Linked DNA regions of Sus scrofa: region 1 is linked to region 2. The links are chromatin contacts, called in public HiChIP or PLAC-seq maps. All regions are on one chromosome and are shown on one strand. Each heading gives the region's core, a stretch centred on a gene start, on an enhancer-like site or on the middle of the called end of the contact. The rest is flanking DNA. Distances are from core to core; before and after follow the strand shown.

Evidence for each region. HiChIP or PLAC-seq counts read pairs in DNA pulled down with a chosen protein or histone mark.
Region 1: a contact with region 2 is called in an H3K27ac HiChIP or PLAC-seq map of alveolar macrophages. The contact joins two enhancer-like sites. A contact is called at or near these places in 2 of 47 Hi-C or Micro-C datasets (blood and embryonic fibroblasts) and 1 of 2 datasets of contacts at active chromatin or transcription factors (alveolar macrophages).

Annotation. Positions count from the first base shown.
Region 1 is chr11:20,962,473-20,967,645 of Sscrofa11.1, forward strand. No RefSeq gene overlaps it. Among named protein-coding and RNA genes, the nearest start is that of RUBCNL, 30 kb to the right of the region's middle. Within about 2 kb of position 3,894, at least 32 of the 83 cell types and tissues checked have an H3K27ac peak or open chromatin away from gene starts, as enhancers often do. A contact at or near this core is called in alveolar macrophages, where this site is marked.
Region 2 is chr11:20,811,602-20,816,454 of Sscrofa11.1, forward strand. The region is part of intron 1 of LRCH1 (leucine-rich repeat and calponin homology domain-containing protein 1); the gene reads right to left. Among named protein-coding and RNA genes, the nearest start is that of LRCH1, 93 kb to the right of the region's middle. Within about 2 kb of position 1,545, at least 1 of the 83 cell types and tissues checked has an H3K27ac peak or open chromatin away from gene starts, as enhancers often do. A contact at or near this core is called in alveolar macrophages, where this site is marked.

The DNA of each region.
Region 1 (5,173 bases), core at 2,644-5,143, 150 kb after region 2:
CATGGCTTCTACTGCAATGATGTCTTTCCACAGCTTCAAATTGGGATATTCCACCCACCAAAGGTATAGTCAGGCTGGTTGTGGTTTTTTTAATTGGTTTGTTTTGTTTTTGGCCACGCTGCAGCATATGGAGGTCCCAGGGCAGGGGTTAGATCCAAGCCATAGTTGTGACCTACGTTGGAGCCTTCAACCCACTGTGCTGGGCTGGGGGATCAAACCTGAGTCCCAGTGCTCCAGAGACACTGCCGATCCCATTGTGCCCCAGTGGGAACTCCGTGGTCGTGACTGTTGTTGTTGTTGTTAATAACCAAGGCAGGTACTTTGAGGTCATACGGAGTTTCTCCAAAGAAAGAGAATGTACTTACCGGCAGGTCAAGTCCAGGTATCGTACAAAGACATTCGTGATCCAGCCCATGTCTTGCTTGCAGTTTCTCCCCATTTTGCTGTCTCTTGACCCTCAGAAGACCAGCAGCTCATTTTGCAAAACTACTTATGTCATTTCCTTGATAAAACACTGTCTAGGTGAAAAAAATTGTGTTTTTTCTTTGCACCCCCACCTCCTCCACTTTTAACTTCATTGTTGGCTGATAGCTATTGCACTTTGCTGTGCTGCATTAAGGGTTGTGGTCCTTTTTTTTTTCTTTGCTTTTTAGGGCCACACCTGCGGCATATGGAAGTTCCCAGGCTAGGAGCTGAATCGGAGCTACAGCTGCAGGCCTACACCACAGCAGTGCCAGATCTGAGCCACATCTATGACCTACACCACAAGTCATGGCAACGCCAGATACGTAACCCACTGAGCAAGCCCAGGGATCAAACCCGCATCCTCATGGATACTAGTCAGGTTTGTTAACCACTGAGCCACAACGGGAACTCCCAAGGGTTGTGGTCCTTGAGTGCAGGCTTTAGGTCTTCAGGCAACTGCTTATTGCCATTCACCCGGGGCTTAGCACAGAGATGCCATACCTGTTGGTTGAATGACTGGAAATTGAAGATCAAGACAGAAAGTCCTAATGGAAGCAAAGAACAGGCAAAAACTAGTAGTTGTCTGCAGGGGCCCCAAGATTCCCCTCCCTTTTCATCTCACTGGCCTGCTGTTTGGTGCAGAGATAGAAAGGCAGCGTTACTTCCACCCCGCCTGCAGATCCCCTAGGCCTGTAGGGTAGACAAGGTACATTTTCCATCACCGCTCTGTACACTTGGGAAAGCATCAAGTCAAACCAAACCTTTGATGCAGTGAAACGTTGGAGAGAGCTGAAGGCACTGTCTTTTGTCCTCTAGTGAGTATGTGAGGAAGACAGAACTCAAGGCACTGATAAAAAAAAAAAAAAAAAAAAAAGCCGTGGGAGTTCCTGCTGTGGCACAGCGGGTTAAGAACCTGACTGCAGTGGCTCAGGTGCTTGCATCTTTGATCCCTGGCCCAGCACAGTGGGTTAAAGGACCTGAGGTTGACTCATCTGTGGCTCAGATTCAATCTCTGGCCTGGAGAACTTCCATATGCTGGGGGTGAAGCCATTTTAAAAAAAACCAAAACAGAAAAACACACCATGGACCTAGAGGTTATGCTTGCCCTAAATCACGTGGCTTATGAGTAATGGAGCCAGGACCAGACCGTGCCGCCTTATTCCCAGTTCTGCGCTCCGTTCATGACGTCGTGCAGTGTCTCCCCTTGGCAGGGAGCCCTGCTCCTGAACTGGACATTTCAGCTTTCTGTGCACCACGTGTACACAACACTTCAGTGAATGTTAAATATTATTTAGATTCGACAGGCAACTCTCACTGACCAGGCATCCCCACCCCTACCCCAGTCCCGAACTAAAATAAAATAATCAAAACAAAGCCACTGATGAAAACAAATGAGCAAAACCATCAACCACACTCCCAGAGGATCTGCAGAGTATCAGGAACAGGATGGAGGGCTGGAGAGTCACTGAGGCTGCCTTTAGATCCGTGCTCTGCCACTTACCTGCTTAGGGCCCTTGGCAACTGAGTCCTCTCTCCCTTCACTTCCTCATGTAGAAAATAAACGAAGAGTTGTGTGTGTTGAGAGAGTTCAATGAATTCTGGTACACAAGCCAAATATTCAGTTGACTTTAGCTTTTTGTGTGAGTATGTGTTTTTTAGGCTGCACCCGCAGCACATGGGAGTTCCCAGGCTAGGGGTCTAATTGGAGCTGTAGCTGCCGGCCTACACCACAGCCACAGCAACTCGGGATCCGAGCCTCGTCTGCAACCTGCACCACAGCTCGTGGCAACGCCGAATCCCTGACCCACTGATCGAGGCCAGGGATCAAACCTGTATCTTCGTGGATACCAGTTGGATTTGTTTCCACAATGGGAACTCCCAATTTTAGTTATTATTGAAGGATTATTTCCATTTTCCGGATTGGACTGTTTACAGTGGTGCAATTCCCTACACCATTAAAAATGTTTCTTTTTACTAGCTATGATCTTTTGACAGATGATTTCGTTAAAGTAAAGCTTATTTCACTTGCTATGCTATATATAGCCACAGAACCTGCTCGTTCCTCTTTTTATGTGTGTGTGTCTCTCTCTTTTGATTTCGCAGTTAAAAACTAGTTTCAGGGCTATTGCTCCACATAAGAGTAAGCCCTTCTGTGCTTTCCACATGTCACAGTTCTGAGGTTCGGAGGCTCAAGGTAGGAAACTCTTTAAAGAGCTGGCGAAGACTCTTATTAATACAGAAAAAGGAAGCCCTGCCTATTTACTTCTCAGAGGAAGCTGTTCTTTAAACAGACTCCCCCAAAGGGAAGCTGGGTCTTGGGGCGTTGCTTGGCTTCGATCACTGTTATTTCCTCCTAAATGGTTCTGTCCCTCTGACCTCTGTCTCCTTTAATACCGATTTATGATGCAAATGCCCCTTGATAGATCAGAGAACTGACAGTGCCTTCTGGCCCTCTGGCTTCTGTATCCCCAAAGAGCTAATAGCAATCACATCTCACTGAGCTCCTGGATTCTCCTTTTCACTGTTGGATGCAGTGGTATTTCTCCTTTCTCTTCATACCTACATTCCCCTAGTCGAGTGGGATTTGCCTGGTCCTTAGACAATGGTTCCATCAGACAGCGTTTACTTTCTTACCTATAAGTGTACAGAATGTCTCTCTCTCTGAGCAAGGGATTAGATCCTTATTTGGAAGAAGTCAGCAAATAGATTCATAGGAGATCTTTGAACTAAGGGGCTTAAGAACATCTACCATTAAGACACAATTTGAAAGTGAAACTTGGCAGAAAGTTTCCTAAAAAAAAAAAAAAAATTAAGTGTGGGTGTTTCCTAGTAGCTCAGAGGGTTAAGGATCCAGTATTGTCACTCCTGTGGCTCTGGTTACAGCTGTGGTACAGGGTCGATCAGTGGCCTAGCAACTTCCCCATGCTGTGGGTGCAGCAAAAAAAAAAAAAAAAAAAAAAAAAAAAAAAAAATTTAAGTGGAGTAGTCAGCAAATTTGACTGTTACCCATGACAACCTTGAGTTTAGTAAAAAAGGAGAATCTCAAAACAGGCGCCTGTCATTTCCTAGGCATGTGACCCCTCCAGGGATTAACAACTGTGATTTGGGTGTTTAGACAGAAACTTGGGCTGGTGTTGCACTACAGCGTCCTGGTAAAACTGCACATCCACAGTCTGGTATATTTCTTTTAAATTCAAACCACATGGAGTGACTTATTAAATAAGCATATGTCATAACATATTTGGGTCACTATCGGGCAAACTGAGAAGTTGGCAGCAGATCTCGTAAAAGTTACTCAATTGTCTGGTAAGCAAGGCGGCCTTTGAAAGCCTGGCCACTTGCCATTTCTTTAAGCCCTTGATGGGAGCAGCTGCAGGACAGATGAGGACTGAGAAAGTTGCTCTTCTTTCCTAAACGGGTGAGGATAGGGCTTGGGGTCAAGCCAGAGATATGTGTCTACACAGCATCTAAGGAGAATGAGGCCCAGCCAGGTCCCACCCTTTGCACCAGTTTGTTGCAGTGATGGGTGCAAAGCCAAATGACTACCCAGGCACCTGGGCCTCAACTCCTTACCTCTGCAGCTTTAAGGGGCACAGGAAGGGCTGTTGGGTTAATTGGGAGCTGGTTCTTGAAACTTTCGTCTTTCCTTACTTCCCTATTTTATAAAAGCAGTCACTTACACATGATAAAAATGATTAAATATCCCCCCAATACACTAATCTATCCCCCTTTCTGGTATCATAGCAGCCAGGAAATACAAAAGTAATTATCGAGACACTGGTCTTTTTTTTTTTTTTCGGACTGCACCTGTGACATATGGAAGTTCCAGGCTAGGGGCTGAATCAGAGCTATAGCTGCTGACCTACACCACAGCCACAGCAACTCGGGATCCGAGCCATGTCTGCACCACAGCTCTCAGCACCACCAGATCCTTAACCCCTGAGTGAGCCCAGGGATCGAGCCCATGTCCTTGTGGATATTAGTTGGGTTCGTTAACCACTGAGCCACAACGGGAACTCCTCTGTTGAGACATCTGGATTTGCAGGTTGATGAGAAGTCTCTCTGCATTTCTGTGATTATTGCGACTGCTCCTGATGACAGTAGGAAAATAGGTCTGTATGTTTAAAGTCAACAGGCCAGACTCTGATCTCATCTGTACAGCTACTGCTATGGCCTTTCCAGTACGTGTAGTGTGGCAGGAAGAAATTAGGAGAGCCTGGGAAGAGAGACACAGCAGAAAGGAGGAAATTGGGAGTTCTCTGGTGGATCAGTGGGTTAAGGATCCAGTGTTGTCACCAATGTGGCTCAAGTTCCCTATCTGGCCTGGGAACTTCCACATGTCATGATGAGGCTAAAAAAAACCCAAAAAAACAAAAAACAAAAAAACAAAAACAAAAACAAATAAAAAAGACATTGTCAGATTTCTCAAATACTCTAGCAGAGTCAGTAAATACAGGATTGAAATGTGCACAGAGCTTTTATTTATTTGTTTATTTAGTTTTGCTTTTTAAAGGCTGTCCCTGTGGCATATAGAAGTTTCCAGGCTAGGAGTCAAATTGGAGTTGCAACTGCCAACCTACACAACACCGGATCCTTAACCCCACTGAGCAGGGTCAGGGATCAAACCCTCATCCTTCTGGACACTAGTCAGGTTCATAACCCGCTGACCCAAGACAGGAACTCCTGCATGGAGCTTTTAAAAACAACT
Region 2 (4,853 bases), core at 295-2,794:
TTGACTGTTTCAGCTCCACTGCCTTTTGGAAACAACGAATAGATTTTTTTTAAAGGGAGGTAGCCATAAAAAAGCATGCTTCTAACAACAATAGTAATGAAGAGTGACGTATTTTTTAAGTATTTAAATTTAAAAACATTAAATGTAGTGTCAGAGTCCTTCTAAACGACATAGTGCAACATAATTGCAGCACCAAAATAATACAACACTGAATAATCTAACAAGAGTTATTAAGATATTTGAGAATTAAACTGCTTTTAAAATGTTCTGTTCAAGAAAGCGGGGAAGTGCATTAACTATTTTTTTGTTTTCTTGTCATGCAAAATTACGCAAAAGAAAAACATCTCAGGGAGTTCCTGCTGTGGCGCAGCTGAAACGAATCTGATTAGGAACCATGAGGTTGCGGGTTTGATCTCTGGCCTCCCTCAGTGGGTCAAGGATCCAGCGTTGCTGTGAGCTGCAGTGTAGGGTGCAGACAAGGCTCGAATCTGGCGTGGCCATGGCTGTGGCTGTGGCTGGCAGCTGCAGCTCCAATTAGACCCCTAGCCTGGGAACCTCCACATGTCATGGGTGTGGCCCTAAAAAGCAAAAACAAAAAACAAAAACATTTTAGGGGAGTTCCCGGCGTGGCGCAGTGGTTAACGAATCCGACTAGGAACCATGAGGTTGTGGGTTCGGTCCCTGCCCTTGCTCAGTGGGTTAACGATCCGGCGTTGCCGTGAGCTGTGGTGTAGGTGGCAGATGCGGCTCGGATCCCGAGTTGCTGTGGCTCTGGCGTAAGCCAGTGGCTACAGCTCCGATTCGACCCCTAGCCTGGGAACCTCCATATGCCGCGGGAGCGGCCCAAAGAAATAGCAAAAAAAAAAAATTTTAGGTAGTCGCAGTTTCTTTGAAATGACCTATCCTCTAGTGATTGTTTAGCTAATGAATTATTTCTCATTTGCTTTAAGAGAATTTTGCTCTGAGACAATAAAAACAGCCCCATTAGTAGTAACCATCTTTAAAATGAAAAATACTGGGGTTCCCGTCATGGCTCAGTGGAGATAAATCTGACAAGCATCCATGAGGACGCAGGTTCAATCTCTGGCCTCACTTAGTGGGTTAAGGATCCAGCATTGCCGTGAGCTGTGGTGTAGGTCCCAGACACAGCTCAGATCCTGAGTTGCTGTGGCTGTGGTGTAGGCCAGCAGCTATGGCTCTGATTTGACCCCTAGCCTGGGAACCTCCATATACCACAGGAGCGGCCCTAAAAAGACAAAAAAAATTAAATTAAAATGAGAAATACTAATTTGAACAGGAAATACTAATTTTCTTATGGAATAGGAATGCTTTAAGTAGCTTTACTTGCAATAGTCAAAAGGTAAAAATAACCCAAATCTCCATTGACGGATAAAGAGATGAGCAAAATGTGGTCTATAAATACAATAGAATACTATTTAGCTTTTTTTTTTTCCTTTTTAGGGCCACCCTTGCAGCATACGGAACTTCCCAGGCCAGGGGTCGAATCAGAGCTGCAGCCATTGCCCAAGTCACAGCCACAGCAAAACCAGAGCCAAGCCTCACATGTGACCTACGCCCCACAGCTTGTGGCAACACTGGATTCACAAGCAAGGATCCACCGAACGGGGATCAAACCTGCATCCTCCCAGAGACAACACTGAGTCCTTAACCCACTGAGCCACAATGGGAACTCCCTATTTTTCAGCTTAAAAAAGAAGGTTTGCCCTATGCTACCACACGGCTGACCCTTGGGGACATTACGCTAAGTGAAATAAGCCAATCGGAAAAAGACAAATACTGTATGATTCCACCTAGACGAGGCTCCTGGAGTTTTCAAACTCATAGAGACAGAAAGTCGAATGATGGCTGCCAGAAGCTGGGGGGCAGGCAGAGTGGTGAGTCACTGTTTAGCGGGGGCAGAGTTTCAGCTTTGCAAGGTGAAAACGTTCTATGGATGCATGAGGGCGATGGCACATGACGACAGGAATGTACTTAATGCCACACTGAACTAGACACTTAGACGTGGTGGACCTGGTCCTTTTTATACTACGTGTTCTCTCATCACAACTGGAAAAAAAAAATGCTTTTTAAAATGGTGACAAAATACAAACACGATTTCAGAATTTAGAATTTCTCAGAATAACAGAAAACACTACTCCTCCAGGCGGGAAGCTTACGTGAAGAAGGGGACAACTTCGGGGAGGCGCACAGGGACCGAGAGCACATCCCCACCCTTCACGGTCTCAGGCAGCTCTGTGACCAAGTGCCACTGGGTCGCACTCACCTCACCTAACAGTGCTCTCGAGCTGCACCCATTTTCGATTCCACACGTACGCTCTCACTCAGCACACCGCCAACCACGTGTGCTTGATACACCTGCACGTCATAAAGGCTGAGAAGAAGACTGGATAGCAGTGTCCAGAACTGCATGAATGACAGTTGACCAAAAAAATGTCATCATGGCAGGGCTTCTGCTTATCAATCTCAGGGAGCAGAAAGGAAGGGAGGAGACACAGAGCCCGATGGTTAAATTCTAGAGCGATGTCAGAAGAAGCACGGCCAGAGATGACCGCAGGAACGGGGTCCCCAGCATGCAGAGGAGCCCAAAGGAGACACAGCCCCCACCCACCCCAGGGCGGGGCAGGCGAAGGGCAGCTGCTCAGGTGCTGGGAAGGGGTGGGAGCCCTGCGGAGTAAGAGGGCAACAGCGGCTCGGAAGCTTTCACTGTGAGGCTCTAGCGGAAAGGGCCCTGCCCTAAAGCCCAGGATTAAGGTTTGCTTTTGTTTTTTGTTTTTTAAGAGCATCTCAAGGTTTTATTTTTAAAATTTTTAATTATAGTTGATTTACAAGGTTCTGTCCATTTCTGCTGTACAGCAAAGCAACCCAGTTATGCATATATACACGGTCTTTTTTTTTTTTTCACATTATCTTCCAGCATGTTCCATCACAAAAGATTAGATACAGTTCCCTGTGCCGTACAGCAGGCTCTCATTGCCTATCCACTCCAAATGCACTAGTTTGCATTTACTAACCTCAAACTCCCACTCCACCCTTTCCCCCTAAGTATTTTAAATGTATCACTAACTTGTTGCTGGACTAAAGTCGAGCAGCTGATGACAATCACTCAGCTGCCAGCTCATGGACAGTCTCTGTCACATTGTAATCAGAGGAAGCCTAGTTGCTAGTGATTCAGGGATCTGACAAGTGCTACAAAATGAGTAATTGTCCCCAATTTTTTTTTTTTGGCAAAGAATTTGAGTCCAAGAGCCGGAAGGGCTCACTCACATGAGTATACTGGAGTTAGAGGAGGAAGGAGGCTTTCTGTAAGTGGAGCGGGAGGCAGGGAAAAAAGCATAACAGCCAACTAGGACTCCAGGGTCTCCTGTGTCACCGGAGCTCTACGGCCATTCCAGGTTTACTACCAAGACTGAAACAACGCACTCTTGTGAGCTGATGACAGAACCACTGACCCTCAACCATAAAAGAAGTGTTATCTGCTGGAAAGTCTTTCATAATAAAAATGACTCATCACGAATTTTTTCCAAGATTTTTACCTTTGCAAGAAACTCCTGAAATCAAATATACTGTGAAAGTCTGAAAACTTACCTTAATCCTAAGCATCAATTAATTAGATTCTTTCATTATATATTTTGAAAATAGCAAATAAAAACATTAGGGAAGTTAATATTACCCACCTTCAAAGTAAAGAGGATACAATGCTTTTACAATTTACCCAGCACTTGCACATATATTATAGATTTGGTCTCTTTTTCTTTCTTTGTTCTTTGTTTTTTGTCTTTTTACGGCTGAACCCGCAGCAAATGGAGAATCCCAGGCTAGGGTGTAGCTGCCAGCCTACACCACAGGCACAGCAACATGGGATCCAAGCCACATCTGCGACCTACACCACAGCTCACGGCAACACCAGATCCCTAACCCACTGACCAAGGCCAGGGATCGAACCTGCATCCTCATGGATCCTAGCCGGTTCATTGACCACTGAGCCACAAAGGGAACTCCCTGTTTGGAGGAATTTTAAATTCAGCTTTGTCATCTTTTGGATAAACTCAAAACTTTAAATTTCAAATGAAGCCTGTAGGTTTAAGAGGGAAGCAGACAATTCATTACGCTTTTCTGTCTGGGAAAGCTTCTTCTCAACAGACACGCTGCACAAATACTTTTTGTGCATCCACCAGGTGCCAGGAATAGTTCTGAGCAGTGGGCAAACAGCAGTCAACACTGCCAAAATCCCTGCCCTCCAGAGCTTACATTCTAGTGGGGCGACCTAAACAAAACCAAAGGGGAAAATACATAGTATGTTAGATGGTGGTAGGTGCTGAAGAGAAGAATCAAGTGGAACGAGGAAGTAAGAAGCATGGAGCAGGGGAGTGCACCTGTGAACAGGATGACCTGGGCAAAGTCGCCAATAAAGTGACAAAGAATGAAGCGCTGAAGGAAGGAAGAAAGGAAGTCCTGGGAACATCTGGGAGGGCGGGGCCTCCCCTCCCCCCACCCGGGATGGAGCCCAGAGTTGGGGGGGCATGGTGGGGACACCAGTGAACCTGTGGGGAGGTGGCAGCCTCTCCAGCATAGGAAGCAAGGCAGTGGACAGGCGCACAGATGCAGACAACGTAACGGAGGGGCTGGTGCGCACACACACGGCCAAGTGCCCTTCTGATTGCCTGCAAGTGCCTGTGGCTGGGAGGAGGTGGAGGGACAGACACACAGAGAGTGGGAATGTGACGGCACTTGAGAAATGTAGAGTGAGTGCCGGGTGATCATGAATGAAAAGTGAGATGGCTGGGATGGCCGTCGTGCGCATAGACGCCTCCGAGAAGGCACGCGCGTTTCAC